Linked DNA regions of Sus scrofa: all the other regions are linked to region 1. A link is a contact called in public Hi-C and HiChIP or PLAC-seq data. All regions are on one chromosome and are shown on one strand. Each heading gives the region's core, a stretch centred on a gene start, on an enhancer-like site or on the middle of the called end of the contact. The rest is flanking DNA. Distances are from core to core; before and after follow the strand shown. Region 1 holds the start of EGLN2 (egl nine homolog 2). Region 2 overlaps NUMBL (numb-like protein). Region 3 holds the start of NUMBL (numb-like protein).

What was found. Hi-C and Micro-C count contacts between places; a contact is called where the count stands out from the background. HiChIP or PLAC-seq counts read pairs in DNA pulled down with a chosen protein or histone mark.
Region 2: a contact with region 1 is called in a Hi-C map of subcutaneous adipose tissue, with 2.2 times the contacts expected there. The contact joins the enhancer-like site here to the promoter of EGLN2 in region 1. A contact is called at or near these places in 3 of 5 promoter capture datasets (fetal liver, liver and skeletal muscle), 35 of 47 Hi-C or Micro-C datasets (adipose tissue, alveolar macrophages, blood and 17 more) and 2 of 2 datasets of contacts at active chromatin or transcription factors (alveolar macrophages and skeletal muscle).
Region 3: an H3K27ac HiChIP or PLAC-seq map of skeletal muscle shows a contact between it and region 1. The contact joins the promoter of NUMBL here to the promoter of EGLN2 in region 1. A contact is called at or near these places in 13 of 47 Hi-C or Micro-C datasets (adipose tissue, blood, embryonic fibroblasts and 6 more) and 2 of 2 datasets of contacts at active chromatin or transcription factors (alveolar macrophages and skeletal muscle).

What each region holds. Positions count from the first base shown.
Region 1 is chr6:48,999,495-49,004,341 of Sscrofa11.1, forward strand. It overlaps EGLN2 (egl nine homolog 2), which reads left to right and starts at 2,772. Exons shown (of 6, transcript XM_013988588.2): 1 at 2,772-3,551; 2 at 3,554-3,633. The coding sequence starts at 2,807. It overlaps MIA (melanoma-derived growth regulatory protein), which reads left to right. Exons shown (of 14, transcript XM_021094410.1): 10 at 1-1,566; 11 at 2,571-4,847. RAB4B (ras-related protein Rab-4B) reads left to right here. Exons shown (of 12, transcript XM_003481855.4): 8 at 1-1,566; 9 at 2,571-4,847.
Region 2 is chr6:48,896,563-48,901,409 of Sscrofa11.1, forward strand. It overlaps NUMBL (numb-like protein), which reads right to left. Exons shown (of 10, transcript XM_021094402.1): 8 at 1,074-1,376. Among named protein-coding and RNA genes, the nearest start is that of NUMBL, 19 kb to the right of the region's middle. Within about 2 kb of position 2,694, at least 11 of the 83 cell types and tissues checked have an H3K27ac peak or open chromatin away from gene starts, as enhancers often do. A contact at or near this core is called in adipose tissue, skeletal muscle and subcutaneous adipose tissue, where this site is marked.
Region 3 is chr6:48,915,245-48,920,091 of Sscrofa11.1, forward strand. NUMBL (numb-like protein) reads right to left here and starts at 2,951. Exons shown (of 10, transcript XM_021094402.1): 1 at 2,676-2,951. The coding sequence starts at 2,699. It overlaps COQ8B (atypical kinase COQ8B, mitochondrial), which reads right to left. Exons shown (of 15, transcript XM_013988587.2): 15 at 3,756-4,607. The coding sequence ends at 4,326.

The sequences.
Region 1 (4,847 bases), core at 1,522-4,021:
GGGCCATTTGGCCTCAGCTTCCCTGGCCCTTGCCATTGCGAGTACGTGTTATTTATTACCTGGAGGCCTGTCCCGTCCCCACCCCCAACCCCCATAAAGCATTGTTTACACCTGTATCATGGCCTCTATCATTTTGGGGTGGTGGGGAGGAAGGGGAGGCAGAAGAGGTCCCTGATGGTGTCTGGGGACCATGTCTTGGTGTTAGACATGGTGGGGGATGGAGTCCACCATGACTCCATGGCACTCGGGTGTCTGTCATGGAGGGAGTTTGCCCAGATGTGTGACACTGACGCCCCTCTGTGATGGGTGCGATGGGTTCTGTAGGAATGTATGCTGCTTGCGTGTGTGACATTGTTGCTTGTGAATACTCTGTGTCCTTGGTGATTGTGTCCACCAGGCTGGTGTTGGTTGGGACCCGGAGGTCAGCGAATGAGAACTCAGGCCTGTGGGTGGGCCCTGGGTCTGGGCTGGGTGTGATGGCTCTGCATGTCTGATGCCTGAAAGTCTGAGGCAGTCTATTTGGTGTGACTGTTGGTGTGCCCCTGAGGTCTTTGTGTGTTTTGGTGTGAATTTGGCTCCTTTGATACACCTGTGTGTGGCCATGAGCCCTTTGCGTTCCTGGAGACTGTGTGCGCTTTGGGATAACCCTGCCCCCTGTTGATATTTGAGCTCAGTGTGTTACCTTTTATGTCCAGGTGAACTGCTGACACCCGCACGTGCTCTGCCAGGGACAGGTGCAGCCTGCTGAGGACACTCCCAACTGCTCTCCCATCCCCAGGTTGGCCTTAACCACCCTCACTGGAGGCCTGGTCGTCCAGAACGTTCAAAAGACTCGAGGCTGTCATGCAAATGTCTTCTCTGAGCAGCTTTCCTAGACTGTTTGATTCTGACTCCACTCAGTTGTCCCGATGGGGCAGGGCAGAGGGGTCAGGATACACTTGCATATCCCTTCTAGTCTTCTCTCCCTTTTCTCAAGGACGTCTGCTCTTTTCTTCGCCGTTATAAAAAGTCCTTAGGTAAATTACTGTCGTGCAAATTGACATACATTTCCCAACTAATTGCGTAGACATTTCTCCATATCTCATTCCTATTCTTGGGCCGTGAGAAGGCGGAGCTGTCCATGTAAATAATGTCAATCATTTACATGCCGCTCCCGGACCTCCGCTACTCAGCGCTCGCGGCTCTGAGGGGGTGGGCCTGTTTATGTAAATAGTCTCATTTACATACCCCTCCCACTCGCTTGGCCGACCCCAACGGTTCTAGCCCTGCCTAACAGCGTTCTTCTTCTCGCGCAAAAGGGGCGGAGCGGAGAGTGCAAATAAGCCCTGCGTCGGAGATGGACCCGTTTCCCCTTTCTCGAGGGAGGCGGGTGTTCTAAACTTCCTCGCCCCGCCCTGCGAGGCTCGCGCCTGCGCAAGCCCCGTCTCCTCCGCTCAGACGCGGTCACGTGCTCACCGGGCGAGGCGGGGGCGGAGCGTCGCGGGTGGTGGGGGCGGGGTATGGCGCGCTGTGCGGCGCAGGGCGGCTGGCACAAACGGCGGCGCCGGGGCCGGAGGAAAAAGCTGGGTGAGGAGAACGCGGGGAGGGAAACGAGCGGGGCAGGGAAGGCGTTCGAGCCGGGGTGCGTCGCGAGCCGGACGCGGTGTGGGGGCGCACGCCGGGCACGCCGTGGCGGAGCATGGCGACCCTGGGGTGGGGAGGGTGGGGGTGGGGCGTGGGGGGAGGGAACGCGCGCCGGGTACGTTGAACGCCGGCTGTTCGGGGGAGTAGGGGGGAGCGCGCGGCGGGCGGAGGGCGAGGGGGAGGGGAGAGGTGGGGGCACGGGGTCCAGGCGGTCCCTGGGCCTTGCCTCCGTCGCCTGCTGCGCCCCACGGGGGCCCCAGCGCCCACACCGAAGGGACTTGGGAGGGGGGCGCTTTTTTCCCATCGTCCTGTCGCTGTGTGTGTGTGTGAGAACCCTCCTCCACCCTGCCCTCTGTCGCTGTGGACCCTGCTCCCACGACTCCCTTCCGTCTGGGTGTGTGTCAGCCCCCAGCGGGCTTCCTCCGGTTCGGCTCAGGTCGACCCCTCCTGCCCGTTCTGTCCGGCTGTCTCAGGCTCACCCTCCTAGCTTCTCCGGTGTGTTTTTTTTGTCTCTGCGCCGTCCAGATGCCCCTGTCTGGGATCCCCTCATTCCCTCTGTGTCTTCCAGGTAGACCCCCCCCCCAATTCCTCTCTGTCTGTTTTTAACTCGACTGCTTCCCACTCTCCATCCTTTTCTACTTCGCGTCCCTTCCTCCTTTTCTGTGTGTGGGTCTGTGTCCTTCTGGGGATGCTTTCTCCCACCACTCCCAGCGCTGTCCTCTGTCTTTGGGTCATCTACTGGTCACTCCTCCAGCTGCCCCTCATTACTCCTTGTCTCTTGGTGATTCCCTCCTAGTTCCCAGTCTTTCCCCATGTGGCCTCCGGTTTTGGGGGTCTTCCTAGCTTAGCCTGTCTTCTCCTCTACTGCCCCTGCCATTCCTCACCACTTCCCCCAGCCCGCTTGCCTGTAGCTCTTCTCACATTCCTTTTTCTTTTTCTCTCTCCAGCCATCGTGACAGTTCTCTTCCCAAGCCCCTAGGGACATCAGAGGATTTGGGGACCAGCGAGCACCCCCAGGGCACGAGAAAAGTTTCTGTCACCTGCCCTGCCTCATCCTGCCCCACGCCAGGCCCAGCTGCCCTGGCCCCCGGCTGCATCAAGTGGAGGAGGAGGAGGTGGAGGAGGGTGGCACCATGGGCCTGGGCCGTGCCCTCCATGCCCGGGGGATGAAGACACTGCTGCCATGGACAGCCCGTGCCAGCCGCAGCCCCTGAGTCAGGCTCTCCCTCAGTTGCCTGGTTCCGTGTCAGAACCGTTGGAGCCTAACCGGGCCAGGATGGGGGTGGAGAGTTACCTGCCCTGTCCCCTGCTGTCCTCCTACCACTGTCCAGGAGCGCCTGGTGAGGCCTCGGCGGGAAGTGGGACCCCCAGAGCCACAGCTACTTCCACCACAGCCAGCCCCCTGCGGGAGGGCTTCGGTGGGCAGGATGGCGGCGAGCTGCGGCCGCTGCAGAGTGAGGGTGCTGCGGCACTGGTCACCAAGGGGTGCCAGCGGCTGGCAGCCCAGGGCGCCCGGCCTGAGGCCCCCAAACGGAAATGGGCAGAGGGTGGTGGGGATGCCCCCGCACCCAGCAAACGGCCCTGGGCCAGGCAGGAGAACCAGGAGGCTGAGGCCGAGGGGGAGGGCTGCAGCAGTGGCAGTGGTGAGCCCAGTGCTGGGCTGAGGGAGGAGGTGCTGCCCGCTGCACCGGAGCGCCTGGCCCTGGACTATATTGTGCCCTGCATGCGGTACTATGGCATCTGCGTCAAGGACAGTTTCCTGGGGGCGGCACTAGGTGGCCGTGTGCTGGCCGAGGTGGAGGCCCTGAAGCGGGGCGGGCGCCTGCGTGACGGGCAGCTAGTGAGCCAGCGGGCTATCCCGCCACGCAGCATCCGTGGGGACCAGATTGCCTGGGTGGAAGGCCATGAGCCCGGCTGCCGAAGCATTGGTGCCTTATGGCCCACGTGGATGCTGTAATCCGCCACTGTGCTGGGAGGCTGGGCAGCTACGTCATCAACGGGCGCACCAAGGTGAGGCTTGGTGGGGGGGCGGGGAGGGGGGCGGCCACCCTGCACTTGTTGGAGGTCTGGTGCTCTGAGCACCAGTCGTCTTGGAGACAGGCTTGTGGAGTCACACGGGGGTTTAGGCAGCTCTAGTGTGGGGGCTGTCTGAGTTCACTTTGGACCCTCGCTTCCTGTGGGCCTTAGTTTGTGCGCCTGTAAACCATGGGTTTGACCTGTAGTCATAGCGGTTCTTGACCTTGCCAGGTATCCTCTTGAAGAATCTGAGGAGAGGTGCTGACATTCAGAGCCCCACACCTGTGCTTGGGCCATGGTGGGATTCAAGCCCCCTGCTCTCTGTTCATCGCTCCTAGACCAAGAATGGTCAGTGTAGACAGGCCCAGGTTTCTGCCTCTGTTTGTCTGCATGTGTCTGTCTGTCTCTGTCTTTAGTTTTCCTTGTTCTCTTATTTTTTTATCCGTTCCTGTCTGTCTAATCTGTCCTGTCCACTGTCTATCTCTGGTCGGTCCATTTTGGCTCCTGGGTAGGAGAACCAGTAGGGGAAGTGGGGGAGGGTGGCAGTGGTGAGGCCCATGCCAGGCTGAGGGAGGAGGCACTGCCCCCTGTACCTGGGGCTGGGCTGCATTGTGCACTGTATGCCGGACACTATGCATTTGCATTAGGGGCGACTTCCTTGGGCTCGGGGGCGGCTGTGTCCCCATCTTTCCCATCCCTCCTCGACCTAGTCCCTGTCCTCCATTCTCTCCGTTTTGCTGTCTGTCCATCACTTCATCTATGTCTGGCTCTGGTCTGTCTTCTTGATCCTCTGCCTTTGTGTCTCTTGGCCCTTTTTTCCTGTTTAAGAGTAGTAGTTAATCTTTTTTTGGAACCTGGGCCTTTTTGAGAATCTGCCAAAGCCACAGACCCTGTCTTAAGAAAAATGCTTATTTGATTGGAGTGTATGGGCGGTGATCTGGGCTTCCGGCTGCCCGTTCAGGAACCTGGAGTCAGGAGCCCTGCACATGACAGTGGTCCACAGAGCCTTTTTGGTTTGCTGACAAATTAATTCTCTCCGTGGAGGGGGTGTGAGGACCCTGGCCTTGAGTCCAAGCTTTGGTGGTGTATGGAGAAGGCCCTGTAGGGAGTGCCCACTGCACAACACCAGTGATGCCTGGCTGATGGCACAAACGGTGTTCTGCCCTGCAGGCATGAGGCTGTGTTCCTGATGTCCCCTCTCTCCTTCC
Region 2 (4,847 bases), core at 1,444-3,943, 100 kb before region 1:
TTTTCTGGCTCATGACGGACGCCATAAGGAGCTCATGTGTACCATCACTCTCTTCTCCCTGTCCTAGACAGGTTGTTAATCTATCATAATTCTTCCTTGCACTGAACCTGTATCCTTCACCTGGCCAGATCTCATGGCTGTGCTGGCCAAAGGCATGGAGGGAGCCTGTGGTGCCTCAGTCTCCTCCTGAGCAAAAACATGGCATCTAGGCAGCTTCTCACCTCTCCCTGGCCTGTGGAAGTTTTGCTAATCAATCGTGATGTATGCCATCTCTCTCAGTTCCCAACTACAGCCAACAGTACTGTCATGACTTGTACCACCTTTCTACCATTTCTTGCCTGGAGCAGACATTACTAACTGATCACAACTTAGACTTCCTCCCTCCTCTTCCAGGCTGGGGGCAGACACTGCTAATTGATCATGATGTGTTCTACCTCTCCTTTGCCCATGGCAGACAATGCTCATCAAACATGGTATGTACCACCTCTTTTTTTTTTTTTTTTTTCTTTTCACATGGCTACACCTGCAGCATATGGAAGTGCCCATGCTAAGGGCTGAATCAGAGCTGCAGCTGCTGGCCTACACCACAGCAATGCGGGATCCGAGCCACATCTACAACCTATACCACAGCTCACAGCAACACTTACAGCATGCTGGATCCTTAACCCACTGAGCAAGGCTAGGGATTTAACCTGAGTCCTCATGGATACTAGTCAAATTTGTTACCTCTGAACCACGACAGGTGGTTTTTTTGTTTGTTTTGCTTTTTAGGGCCACACCCAACGCATATGAAGGTTCCCAGGCTAGGGGTTGTATTGGAGCTACAGCTGCTGGTCTATGGCACAGCTACAGCAACACAAGATCCAAGCCTCATCTTCAACTTACACCATAGCTCACAGAAACGCTGGATCCTTAACCCACCGAGCAAAGCCAGGGATCGAACCCACAACCTCATGGTTCCTAGTCGGATTCGTTTCCACTGCACCACAACGGGAACTCCTCCCCCACCTCTTCTTTACCTCTCTTAAAAGAGATTCATCCCAATGTTCCCTCCCACTGAGTCCCAGGCTCACCTGTGCCCTTCACCTGGAAGTCAGTACGGCGCTGCAGCGTGGATGGCAGCTCATTCAGCCGGAGGCTCAGCTGTCGTTTGAAAGGCGAGTTCTTCTGGCTGAGTGCCGGGAACCCACGGAAGGAGCCCTGGCGAACCAGCTGCTCCAGGGGAGCGTGGCGCCGGGGGATGGCGGCTGCAGTGGTACCTGCGGCCACTGGGGTGCCTGCCTCACCCTTCTCGCCAGGGGATGTGGTGGCCGGTGTTGGGGACACGTGCCCAGGCTGGGCAGGGCCAGGAGCCACAGTTGGGGCAGCTGCTGCCTCTGCTGGAAACAAGGCGGGGACAGCTGGTTAGGTACCTCACTTTGGCATTGGAGGCCCCAGACCTCTTAACTCTTTTCCTTACCCATTGTGCCCTGCCCTCAAGGCAAGCTGGCCAGAGCCCTGAAGTGTCCCTCATCCCCACCCAAGCCAGGACCGCCTTCCCACAAGGCCTTTGGGGAGTCGTCACCCAACCTGACCCTCTGTGTGTCTCAAGCTTTCTGTCCCCATCCATCTTCTTGTGCTGATTTTGCTGTTGTTCCCTCCGAAACCTTCTGTCTCCCTTTCTTTTTGCTGGCTTTTTAACTTTTCGGCCAAACCCATGGCATACAGAAATTCCCAGGCCGGGGATCAAACCCACCACACTACAGCGGTGACATCGTCAGATCCTTATCTGCAAGGTCACCAGGGAATTCCGGATCCTTTGCTGATTAATTTAAGAAACACTTCTTTGGTGCAGGGCCAGTGTATCAGGCATCGTTCCAACTCTGTCAACACTCACAACCCCATGAGGTCGAGACCACCGCTATGCCCATTTTACAGATGTGGACCCTGAGGCCCAGCAGGTAGGTGCCTTGCCTGAGCCACACTGCCAGGAAGGGGCAGGCCGACGCCAGAGTCTGCACAACGACTGCGCTCTCCTGTCTCCGGCCTGGTCCCTGCACATCGTGCCGCCTTCCACGGTCATTCCACCCGCTCTGCTCACTGTCTCTGACCCCCACTAGTCCTCCCACCTCAGGAACCCCTCCTTTCCTCCAGTTGCTGCCCAGTGTTCTAGACTCAGCTTGGCACGTTTCTCCTCTGAGTTTTCCAGATTGTTTCGGCCCCGGAGCCTGGGCTCCCCCCCCCCGGGGCAGTCCTCTGTCCTCTTCGGGTACTTGGTCTCCCCACTTATCACAAGAAGTGTGCTTCTTCTTCTTTTTGTCTTTTTAGGACCGCACCCACAGCACATGGAGGTTCCCAGGCTAGGGATCGAATCAGAGCTGCAGCTGCCGGCCTACACCACAGCCACAGCAGTGCAGGATCCAAGCCGTGCCTGCGACCTACACCACAGCTCACAGCAACATCGGATCCTTAACCCACTGAGCAAGGCCAGAGATCAAACCCAGGTCCTCATGGATGCCAATAGGGTTCTTTGCCACTGAGCCACAACAAGGACTCCATGAGGTGGGCTTTTCAATGGCAGGGCCTCCCCACCCCTGCCAATACTCAAAACACTGCCATCCTCCAAGGAGCCGCAGTTAAACTTGAGCCCCAAGAGGACAGGGAGGTTGCTCAGCGCTTCTCGCATCTTCCACAAGGGGGCGCGACGAGACTCTGCCCCAGGCCAGGCAGGGCGGAGTAGGGGAGCGGGAGGGGGGTCACCCAGTGGAAACAGCCCTGGACAGGCTGGAACCCGGAAGCCACCTCTGTCCCCACCAGCTGGGGCGTCAGGAAGTCCCCTCCCCTGTCTGGGCTCCTGTTTCCCCAACTAAACCTGGAATAAACAGGCCTCCTCAGAGGACCAGTTGAGTCAGTGAATGTTGGATGCTCAGGAATTCGACAAAAGCTTGAGAAACAACTTGGTGGAAAGCTCCTAACTCCTAAACTGGAGAAAGCTCTTTCTGAAAGTGCGGGGCCTCGAGACCAGGAGTCAGTGCGCGAAGGGCAAAACGCTGATGTGTTCGGTAAATCGCGCTGCACTCTGTAAACTCGTTTTGTTGAGCAAGCTCTAAAGTGCTTTCTAAAATGCAAAGCAGGAGTTCCCATCGTGGTGCAGTGGAAACGGATCCAACTGGGAATCATGAGGTGGCAGGTTCGATCCCTAGCCTCGCTCAGGGATCCAGCGTTGCCCTGAGCTGTGGTGTATGTAGGTCGCAGATGTGGCTCGGATCCCGCATCACTGTGGCTGTGGTGTAGGCCGGTGGCTACAGCTTGGATTGGACCCCTAGCCTGGAAACCTCCATATGCCACAGGTGTGGCCCTGAAAAGACAAAAAATAAAATAAAAATACGAATAAAAAATGCAAAGTACCTGGAAATATAATATCCTCTGGAAACAGCAAAATCTTTTGCAAACTCTAAAGCATTTGATGTACTCTGTAAACTCTACTATCCTATACAAATAGTAAAGACTCATAATGTGACAGGATGTGTACTCTGCAGGTTCTTCTGCAAACAGTAAAACGTATCTTCGGGCCCTACGTTAACTACCCTGTGTAATCTGCTTTGTTGATGATAAAATCCTTTTTTTTCTTCTTCTTTTTTCTTTTTTGACTGCCCCAAGGAATATGGAGTTCCTGGGCTGGGGATCAGAAGCTCCTGCAGTCCTGACCTATGCCACTGTGGCAACGCTGGATCTTTAACCCACTGTGCTGGGCTGGGGATCGAACCTTCGTGCTAGCGCTCCAGAGACACCACCAATCCTGACGCACTGGAAGGGGAACTCCATGATAAAATTCTTTACAATTTGGAGTTCCCGTTGTGATGCAGTGGAAACGAATCCGACTAGGAGCCATGAGGTTGCAGGTTCGACCCCTGGCCTCCCTCAGTGGGTTAACGATACAGCATTGCCGTGAGCTGTGGTGTAGGTCGCAGACTTGGTTCAGATCCCAAGTGGCTGTGGCTGTGGCACAGGCCAGCAGATGTAGCTCCAATTGAACCCTTAGACTGGGAACTTCCATATGCCTCAGGAATGGCCCTATTAAAAAAAAATTATTTACAAATTCTAATAGATGATATAAATAGCAATTTAAAAAAAAACTGGGGAGGGACCACACCCTCAGCTTGCAGAAGTTTCTGGGTCTTGAACGGAACCAGCACCACAGCAGTGACCTGAGCCACTGCAGTGACAATGCTGGATCCTTAACCCGATGCACTGCAAGGAAACTACCCCCTCCCTTTTTTAAAACAGCAAAATATTTTTTCTTTTTTTTTTTTTTTTTTTTTTGTCTTTTGTCTTTTTGTCTTTTGTTGTTGTTGCTATTTCTTGGGCTGCTCCCGCGGCATATGGAGGGCGGCATATGGAGGTTCCCAGGCTAGGGGTTGAATCGGAGCTGTAGCCACTGGCCTACACCAGAGGCACAGCAACGCAGGATCCGAGCCGCGTCTGCAACCTACACCACAGGTCACGGCAACACCGGATCGTTAACCCACTGAGCAAGGGCAGGGACGAACCCGCAACCTCATGGTTCCTAGTCGGATTCGTTAACCACTGCGCCACGACGGGAACTCCAAAAAAACAGCAAAATATTTTCTAAGTTGTAAGGAACTATTTAAATTTGTCAAGAGGTTTGTAAATGGTGGTGTAATTTACAAAGAAAAACATAGGTTGTAAACTCTTAATATTCTACCAAGGGATAAATATTTGTTTTCCTAACGTTTTAGTTACAAATACTTTATTTTATTTTCATCTTTTTGTCTTTTAGGCTGCACCGGTGGCATATGGAGGTTCCCAGGCAAGGGGTCGAATCAGAGCTTTAGCCACCGGCCTAT
Region 3 (4,847 bases), core at 1,701-4,200, 84 kb before region 1:
CAACACACCTTTTTGGTCACCTACTGTCACACAGTCATACATCCCAGTCAGAAAGGCCCACACCAGTCACAGTATCAGCCACACTTCTACGGATGGGCCTCCAGACCCAACCTCACACAGAGACTCCAATGGCCACGGCCTACGTGTTAGAGAAACGGGCACACACTCAAGACATGCACGTGACTGTCCAGAGACAGCTCTCCCCAAGGACGGCCACCCTCAGACACAGCCGACCATCAGTGGCTCAGAGCCACAGCCACACACATTTCAGAAACGGTTGTGTATGCACAGTGGCACAGTATCCACATTACCCAGGCACGTGTCACGATCACTGTACATACTTCCCAATCTCCCAACATCCCACCCCCAGCTGGACCACCTCAGATCATGACAGAGAAACAGCTTCTCTTCGTGTAAGTCACACCGACAAGTATGGGGCCACATCCACTCTGAGCCCCATGTGGACAGGCACACAGTGTCTCGCACAGAGACACATCAGCCCACAATTTCCATTTCACACATGCAAGCACACTTGGGGATGTGCTCAGAGCTGCGGTGACCCAGACAGAGCATTTTTCACTGCGTTTACACAGAAGACACGGCTCCGGAGGGAGCTGTGTGTGCAGACAGGAGATGGTCACTCTGTCACCAAATCACACAGATTCAAACACAAGTGGCCCGGCACGCATGCAGGGACACACACCACCCACTCCAAACGGCTACACAACCACAGACACACCTTCTCTCAGACCATGACACAGACACAAGTAGATAGAGTCACCCAGGGTTACAGACATGTAGGTCACGCACAAATATAGAAGCCACAGTCACATACACACCCCCCTACAAACACAATCATCTGGCGCCCCCACATATAGATGTACCTATAGCTTGAGTCACATGCAATGAAAGAACCCAGTATTAATAGTCAGGGCTTCAGACCCCAAGTCAAATACATAACCCAGATCACACATACACAACTATAAATGCACACAATCACTCAGTATCAACACATAGAGCTTGATATAGTCATTTATACTACCCTGGTCCCACACACAGATGTGGCCATGAGCACACAACTACAGACATCCAAGTCACAGTGCCAGCACACCTGTCACATGTGACTTTATCGACAATGGCAGCCATACACCAAAGTTGCAGGCACAGTTGTGTGTCATACCAACACGTGTAACACACATACAAAATCAGAGAGACAGTCACACTCAAAGCCACGAGGACAGTCAACACACACATGGACACAGAGTCCTAGACACAACTCCACTTACAGTCACAACTCCACCCACATCTTTAGTCACATCTTCACACACAGGCCCAGCCCCAGACCCAACAGATAACACTGTCACACAGCCAGTTAGAATTACCATGCATGGGGTCACAAAAGACATCGTCATGGACACAACCACACAGTCACTACCATGCACACACTCCAACACAGACAGACTGAAAAGCAGAGGGTTCTGCAGTGAGCAGCAGTCATACACAACCACACAAATGCTGGGATCACACACAGACACGATCACAGACGCTACCATACCCAACCACAAGCATGAAACACACACACAAATTCCTCATAGTTGCCAGCTGCAGCTCGCTCTCTCTCTCGCTCTCTCTCTCTCACACACACACACAAACACACACACACACACACACACGCAGGCAGCCACAGTCACAAATACACAGGGTCACACTCTCAGCCACCTCCCCATCAATTGCTTGCTTCCCTGCTTCCCCCCAGGTACCATACATACACAAAGCCTCCATCACCGCAGACGCTGCACCCCCAGCACCGGGTCCCTGGGGAGCCGCCCCCTGGCCCAGCCTGAATCCTGGAGCTTAGGGGGCCAGAACCCAGAGGGGAGGTGGCGCATTGTCTGCAGGTGGGGCCCCTCCCAGACAGCTGGGCAGCCCCAGGGACAAAGGGGGCGGCCCAAGAGACCTGTGCCCTGGGACCTTTGACCAAGCCTTTGGGGGTGGGTGGGGGGTTGCCTGAAATCTCCCCTATTTTATTCAGGCTTTGGGCGGGCAGAGGGGGTATGGAGTCCCAGGCACAGAGACCTTGTTTTGAGAAGGGGCTGTTCCCAGGACGCCGCCCAAGGACTCGGGGGGGGGGGGGGGGGAAATGCTGTGCCCAGGGCGCCTCTGAGGCCTGGGATCAGACTGTGCCTGGAATCCCCCCAAGGCCTTGGCTTGGTGGGGCAGCAGTGCCCAGGGACCCCATTCTCAAGACCTTGCCTAGAGGGTTGCTGTGCTCAAGAACCCCCTCAGGCAGGGAGGGGTAAGGATTGCATCCGGTCTGGAATCCCTTCCTGGAGGCCTTGGCTTGATATGGGGGCTGCGTCTCAGACCCCGTCCCCAAAATCTTGCCTAGGGAGTTGTACCTAGAATCTGTCCCCCTGCCCTTGATTTTTTTGAGAGGGAGGTCTGTGTCCGGAATCCCTATCTCCAGGTCCTTGGCAAGAGAGGGCCTGTGCCGGAGACCCCTGTCTCCCAAGATCTGGCTTGGTGGGGAGTCTCTTCCTGGACCCCCACCCGGGACCACCCTCCTCAGCCTTGGCACCCTCTCTCCATCCGGGCGCCGCGGCCTCCTCCCACCCTTCGCCACATCAGCAGCGGCGCCGCCCCCCACCCGAGCCCCCCTCTCCCGCCCTTCTCACGCTGGCCGCCGCGCTGCGGGACATCCAGGGTCCGGGCGCCCCCGCCTCCCGCGGCCCCAGCTGGGCCCGGATCCCCGAAAGCTGCTGCTGCTCCTGTGGCGGCGGCGGCAGCTCGGTCTGACGCGGGCCCGGGCCGGGGGCCGGGAATGGTGCGGGATGCACGCGCGCTAGCCTGCTCCGCTCCCGGGAGGATTCCGTTCCAGGGGCGGGGGAGCGCCCCTCCCGCCTCTGCTCCCCGCCCCAGCCCCGCCCATTGGCCCGCCGCCTGCTGGATATGCTGGGAGGCCCCGCCCCTTGACCAGCAGGCCACGCCTATACACAAATAAGACTCCGCCTTCTCCGGTGTGGCCACCGCCCCGCCACGCCCATTGGCCAGTGCTGGGCTGAGCATGCACGTGAACACAGCTGAGACCTTCCCCCGAGGTCGGTCCAGGCGTGAGAGCCCTTCCCTTCCGTGACCCCCGACCTCAGATCCCCTTAAATTCCGTGTCCGAAAGAGTCGCCTCTGGAGACGCCTTGCAGCCCCACATTCCCAAATCTTCTAGCTAACCCCACAGTTCTCCCAGCCCAGCGGGGGCGGGCAGAAGCGGTGACGAGGCACTTTTTGCTGGGAAGGGGAGGGGGAATGGACTGGACCCGGAGCGCGATCGGTTCAGCTTTGGGGGCGAGGGCGCCAGGCTGGGACCCGGGCGCGGTTGTGGCCGCCCCAGTGCCCCCCCACCATCCGCTCCCCGCCCAGTCCTGTGGGTTTGGCAAAGCAGCTGGCCGGGGCATTAAGGCCCATTAGCAAAAGCAAGGTTGCTGGGAGCCGAGGAGAAGGAGCCAAGAGACTGGGAGGTGGTGTGTGTGTGCTGGGGGGGGCATGTTCTCAGCTGCCGCAGCCTTCGGAGCAGGTGGTCAGCACGTGCGGGAGGGGCGGGGGGGGGGTAGGGAAAGGGGAGAAGGAGGTTCCCCGCAACAGATGGCCCAGGCAGGACTGGGGCTTTCAGACAAGAGGGTGGGAGGGGGCTGGCCATCTGCACCTGGAGGCAGCCTGTGAGCTCCCCCCCTCCCCTCCAGGAGCAGAGAAAAGAGCTGGGGGAAGGGGAGGGCCACTTTTATTAGGACTAAAAGTTTAATCTCACCCCCATGCCCTCCCCACCACACAGAGAGGATGGAAGTGGGGAGAAGGCAGCTGGTGCGGGAGTGAGGGAGGCAAAGGTGAAGGCTGCCCCCACCACCCACCGCCTCTCCTCTTTCACTGGCCACATCTGTGGGAGACCTGAGGCCGAGGTGAGGGACTCCCTCTCAGGATGTGTCTGGTTCTCCGCGATGGCAGTGCACAGGGGCCTAAGGCTTTCTCAAATGTTGGCAGAAACAAATTCATATCTGGATAGAGTGCCCACATGCCCCCTTCGCAGTGGGGAGAGCAGGATATGGTGCCATGAAGCTGGGAGTTCCCTAGTCCCGGGGTTCCCCAGCCCTGGGTGAGCCAGGGAGCTAGGCAAGACTGGGAAGCCCAAGGGCGGGGTCCCCAGAGCTGGAGCAGCGTGGGAAGGAGGCCTCATAGCAGGGGATGGCCTGCCGTGGGGCTGGAGTCCCTGAGAGAGATGGAGCTCTCTGAGGGGTCTGAGCAGACATCCCCTCTGGTCAAGAGGCTTTGGGTGGTGGCTACGCCTGGCGACTGGCCCAGTAGCGGTGGTAGGTGTCCTGGAAGAGGTCCCGGCAGGCAATGTGGGCACGGAGGCGGGAGCAGGCCAGGAAGGCCCCTGCCAGCTTTCGGTGCAGGGCATAGGTCTCTTCGGGGGGTGGGCGAAGCCGGTGCTGCAGCAGCACAGGGATAAGGCCCTGCACGCGGCGGGCAGTGTCCCCCGCCCCAAAGTCGTAAGGGCCCTGGGTGGCGAAGGGTTCCCCAAGGATCATCACCGCTTCCACGTGGGCGTCAGAGAATGCCTGGGGGTCGGGGAGACCAGAGGCACCCAGTGTAGACAGACAGCCCTCCATCCCCCCAAGACCCTCCAGAACAAACACCAGCCCCCAACTCCCCGAAGCAGAATAGGCAGCCTCCACCCCTTCCAGAGCCCCTAGGAGACAAGGAGCCACCTGCTCCTCCCCAAAGAAAGAGTCCTTCCTGCCCTCTCAGGGACCCCAGTAGACAGGTTGCCCCCACTGCCTCTAGAACAGAGAAGCTGC